Regions from separate parts of the Gasterosteus aculeatus genome. Here region 2 is linked to region 1. Evidence: chromatin contacts called from public Hi-C data. All regions are on one chromosome and are shown on one strand. Each heading gives the region's core, a stretch centred on a gene start, on an enhancer-like site or on the middle of the called end of the contact. The rest is flanking DNA. Distances are from core to core; before and after follow the strand shown.

Region 1 (2,700 bases), core at 68-2,567:
AAACCGATCAACATTGCTAAATAATTCACATGTAAAGAAATATTCTTGAGCAGCAAAAAATGTTTAAATAACTCATTATTGTTCATTATGTTATTGCCAACAACAAACGTAAATTTGAGATCATTCCTACATTGAGGAGTGTATTTGGACTTCAGAGTAAAGTAACTATAATTGTTACGGTGTGTTGGCTGGAGTGGCAGAGCAGCTTTAAAATAACCCACACAGCTGCTGCCCTCATAAATAACTATACGTAATAACAACTTATATACACGGACTTATTAGTTGCTTCCTCAATCCCTTTGAATCCAGTGTCGAGAAGGGCTGCAGGCCTTTAACCACAAACTGCTCCTTGACACTCACCCTCTCCTGTGTCACCTTCCCTGCAGCAACTAGCGCAAACATTTATGTTGTGAACATTTACAAAGCGACAGAGCGCAGAGGGCAACGCAACTTTATTTCCGCTGAGATCTCCCTCCTTCATTTCTAACGTTGCGATGATAGAAGCGTTACTTCTGACCCTTACTGATACTGCAGATAATCGTCGGGTCACCTTTACGACCGGGTGTTGGGGAGCACATGTTGGAGGTAGTGGACTTTCCCCACAAAGGTTTTAAACTTCACTGAATTACCTATTTGAAAATCAGCGGCTGGAGTTTGGAGATACTTACTCATAGAAACCATTGGAGGCGTTGATGATGTCATAGATCATGGACGACTTCTGCTTGTTGAGCGTCTCCATGGCAGCGCTGCCGCCGTTGTTCTTAATCCACTCCAGAACCAGACCCATGATGTAGATGCTGAACCAACAGAATTCAGTTCAACAATCATTCTGCATACCGCAACAATCGTTTTGGAAAATCCTTAGAGCAACATTTCAATATATTGGGTAAAGAAAAAACGGACGTGCTAAATATTTACCCAGAGTTAAAAGATAAATGATCATGCTACATATAAAGCAGCAGCTGTTTAGCTTAGCATACAATAAAGCCTAGAGAGGTAACTTCCCTATGAGAGGAACCAAAAGAGCAAAATCACCTGGTGTTAGGACTCATTCCTGCAGCACTGTCAAGTAAATTATCCACCAGGAAACATAAATGTTGAAGTACAGTATTTGTTGGATTTATAAAAAGGTGCAGATGACGTAAGAGCAAAGCCAGCTGTTTCATCCGTTTCCTGTTTCTACGTCAAGCTAAGCTAACCTCTGGGTACATCTTGAAAAATGTAAAATGCCACCAGGTTGTACCTGAAACATGGCGGCGTGTTGTAGAGGGAGTTCATTGCAGCCTGCACCTTGTAGTCCAGAACAATGGGACACTCCTTCAGAGCGTGCCCCAGCAAGTCCTCTCGCACGATGACAACGGTTACCCCGGCGCAGCCGACGTTCTTCTGAGCGCCGGCAAAAATCAGCCCGAACTAGACAAGAGCACACATGGCTTTATCGTATTAGAACTCCAACCATTTTACATTATACACGTATTTTAAAAGACCCCCCACTTCTCAGAGCAGATTTCCTGACGCAATCCATATGAAACTTTGGGGGTCAAGGATCCAACAACAGAAGATTTTATTCAGTATCAAACCAGTCCTCACCTTTGACACATCCACAGGTCGGGACAGGAAGTTGGAGGACATGTCGCTGACGAGGACCACCCCGTTGGTTTCCGGTCTGAAGTTGTACTCCACGCCGTGGACCGTCTCGTTGCAGCAGTAGTACACGTAGGAGGCCGAGGGGTTCAAGGTCCAGCTGCTGGGGTCGGGGATTTCTGGAGGGCACAACGACAGAAGACAGCGAAACCACTGCCTTTAAATCAAGCCATTGACCTGTTAAAACTTAAATGGGAGGACCAAGAACATTCCTGCTGCTCTCCTTCTGGATCTTGTTCTTTTCAGTATTTTATTTTCCCCACAGTGAACATTTGGCACAAGTGCAGAAACAAATGTGGAAGTAGACTTTTTATTTGCGGGGCCAAATGCTCAGAAAAATGACGGATACCCCTTTCTGGTGAAGGCAGCCTGAAGAATATACATTTACACTGTGAAACTGCCTCCATACGCTCTGACAAACAAAAACAAAAGTTCCAGTCGGACACAACCATGCGGAAAAGGCTGCTCGCATACCAGCGTCTCTGTGGTTGTTGTGGAGCAGCCCGGGCACACAGCCACTTATGGGGATTCAATTGCAGCTTAGATGAATTGAGAACTCTAAATTGATCGTAGCAGTAAATGAGAGCGTGAAGGGTTGTCTGTTGTGCGTCAGCCCTGCGGATCCCCGGCTACCTTAAGGACAGTCAGTCGGGTTTGGATCAGTCCCTCAAGGCCATGAGTAGGAGAAGTGGTTGCAGATAATGATGCAAAAGGACAGTTAAAGCGTAATGAAGCAAAAACAGAATTACTACCAAACGGCTGTATGGCTCGTGTGTGAAATTATGGTAAGTAAAAGGACGATCCAGCAGTATGATAGAAACTACACTCTCTAATGGCCATTAGGGGGCGACTCCAAAAAGAACGGTTTATAGTCTCAATCTCTAGTTTCAAGTCATGTCCAATATAGCATGATGTTCATTTATTAAATGATTGTCCATTTAGCAGAGTATGCTTTAGGGCGGGGTTACTGTGATTGACAGGGCGCTTTCGTTGGCAGAGAAGTATACGGCGTCTCTACGTTACAACTTGGCATTCCAAATATGAAAAAAAACAACA
Region 2 (2,751 bases), core at 114-2,613, 82 kb before region 1:
ACACAGAGACACACAACCATTCACACACCTACGGGCAATTTAAAGTCACCAATTACAGCGCGCACACACACACACACACACACACACACACACACACACACACACACACACACACACACACACACACACACACACACACACACACACACACACACACACACACACACACACACACGCACACACACACACACACACGCACGGCATCACTTTAAAAGGAACTGATGAGTGTTAGGGTTGTATGCTGTAACTTCATCTCCTGGCTCCTTTGGAATAGAGCAGTTCACTAATCCACTAATCCAGATGTATTGGAAGGGAAAAGGAATGAATAATATTTCAGCATCGCTGTAATTTGGGGTATGAACTTAACAGACATGTTTACCTTTGTTGTGTTATAAATCCTTTTTCTAAGCTGTAATAAAGATGTGTGGCTGCAGCTCCATCCAGTGCAATTCTTTGGTGTTGCATTGGTGAGGAAGAGTTGGTTGTTGGTGACCGAGTGTGGAACCGAGGCACAGACACTACTGATGTGTCATTTTCAGTGGTTACAATTACATGAAAGTTCACGATAGATTTTTTACAATCCTTGTCTTGGTATATTCACCCCTCATGCAGAGACTCGATCCTGGGTAACATTGGCAACATGTGCCTCATGTACCGGATTTACTCGAGCCGGAGTCGCTGTCGTGGGAAGCGTCAACTGTTATAGATGATGATTGTGTGACAGACAAATCCCCCCCGTGGATACAACATAACCAGAGGGGCTCTATTCAACCTGGGATGCCAGAAACGTGGAGCTTTTTTGGGGACAGGTGTAACGTTAGTTAGTTGTGATCTACTGAACCGCAGATTGAACGCAGTGGTTAGCTTGTGTGATGACGTTAACACCTTGACCGAGCACAGCAAAAGCTCAAGGTTTTGACCTCTTATAGCGAGTAAATAAGCCAAAACGTGCACCCAAGTGATTTAAAATCAAAATATGGTTTCAATCCCAGTCAACATTGGTCCCGTCTCTTTACGTCAGCCTGTCAACTGCGTAGCTAACCGCTAACTTTGACTTTAGCAGTGAGTACGGTTGTGACGTAGTAGTTGTGCTAGCAGCCGTTAGCCGCACGTTAACCTACCTGGTATTCAGAGGACTGTTTATCCGGCAGAGAGCCGAGTCGAGCTACTTGGTCGGCGTAGTAAGACCTCGTGTAAGCCGGAGACAAACTCCTGCAACGAAGCAACCACGGCTTTACCGTCCTCAGAAGCATTTTAATGCTCACGACTGTCTAACCGTGCACTTTGTAGATGCTAGCTTGCTAGCTAATCTAGCGTCGATCCTCTTCTTCTGTGGTTAATGGTAGTAGACTCTGGTAGTGGGCTCTTTATCGCCACCTGTCTTATACACAAACTGTGTGCGCTCCACACCTGAGACTCGTATCTCAGGTGGTAATAGTTATTACAAATGTAATGTAATAATGTAATTGTAATAAATACATCAATACTTTCGCTTTGAAGTGTTCACATTTACCTTAGGAATCTTGTAAGATTTCTATTATATTACAGAGTTCCGAAAAAGAAATAAAACTGCCTTCATCTCCCATAATAATTTTCATCCAATATGTAGAGTAGTTTTTCTCTGATTTCTGTGATTTCAAATTAAGTATAACCTAACTTTACCAGAGTTTATTTCAATTGTAAAGCGTGTTCATATAAAAGAACCCAAGATGGTAAATAGCAGATGAAATTATACAGATACATACTGCCATCATGTGGCTTTAACAAGCATTACGCACCCAAAATCACTGCATAGTTTGTGTGCGTGTGTATGTGCGTCTGAAAAACTTTCTATATTAAATGTATTCTCCAGCAGTTAAAATTTTCTGAACTTTCTATCCATCCATCCATCCATCCATCCATCTTCAAACCGCATATCCGTCATCCAGGGTCGGGTGGCTGGAGTCAATCCCAGCTAACTTCGGGCGAGAGACTACTCCCTAATATAGATTTATACCATTTTTTTTAAAGCATTAAATATTAATATATACTCTTCATTTTGTGTTTACCCATAGGTAGGAGTTTTGATATGCAGTATTAACCTCAGGAATAAAGCCACACCCTAAAGTATAGGAAACTCCTATTTGACTGTAACATACGCAACATTGAAACGGACAGAGAAGAGACCGTGTCCTGTTTTTAGAAAAGGCAGCTAAAGTTGATTTTAAGTGTAAATTAGAGTTAGCCTAAAAGCTTCACAAAAAACAACCCTTCTGACCCCCTCCGTGCTTTATTTGAGCAAGAGAACCTTTGGCTGAGTATCCGCTGAAGAGCATTCCAAACCAAGAGCTTGGTTAATTTAGTTTTAAGAGGCCTTTCTCCAACGCTTACACCCATTCTGTCAGCATGCATAGAAATGTCTTTGACCTCCACTCAAATGGATGCTCCTGTTTTCTTAGGGAATACACCATTCTCCACTCTGTGCAAACTTGAACCCTCTCACTCATCCATCTCGCTCTACTTTGCCGTGACCCCTGAGCTCTTCCCTCTGCCGCGGCGCGCTGATGTGACAGAATAGATAGAGGCATGAAAAGCCTCTTAACGGTACAATAAAAAAAAAAAATGAATAACATATTTTAATGATTGGAAGTGGAGTGCGGGAAAGCTGTTAAAATGCAAACACGGGTTGGATTAAAAAAAGTAGTGAAGTAAGATCATTTGCTCCGGAAATTTGTGGGTCAACGCACTGGGCCACTTTACGGGATTACGGCA

What was found. A called contact is a pair of places that touch in the nucleus more often than the background predicts.
Region 2: a Hi-C map of skeletal muscle shows a contact between it and region 1, with 4 times the contacts expected there. The contact joins the promoter of mccc2 here to the enhancer-like site in region 1. A contact is called at or near these places in 2 of 6 Hi-C or Micro-C datasets (both in skeletal muscle).

Annotation. Positions count from the first base shown.
Region 1 is chr13:3,940,533-3,943,232 of fGasAcu3.hap1.1, reverse strand. psat1 (phosphoserine aminotransferase 1) reads right to left here. Exons shown (of 9, transcript XM_040196372.2): 5 at 1,591-1,763; 6 at 1,244-1,413; 7 at 669-797. Among protein-coding and RNA genes, the nearest start is that of psat1, 4.3 kb to the right of the region's middle. Within about 2 kb of position 1,317, at least 1 of the 9 cell types and tissues checked has open chromatin away from gene starts, as enhancers often do.
Region 2 is chr13:4,022,771-4,025,521 of fGasAcu3.hap1.1, reverse strand. It overlaps mccc2 (methylcrotonyl-CoA carboxylase subunit 2), which reads right to left and starts at 1,363. Exons shown (of 17, transcript XM_040195363.2): 1 at 1,122-1,363. The coding sequence starts at 1,253.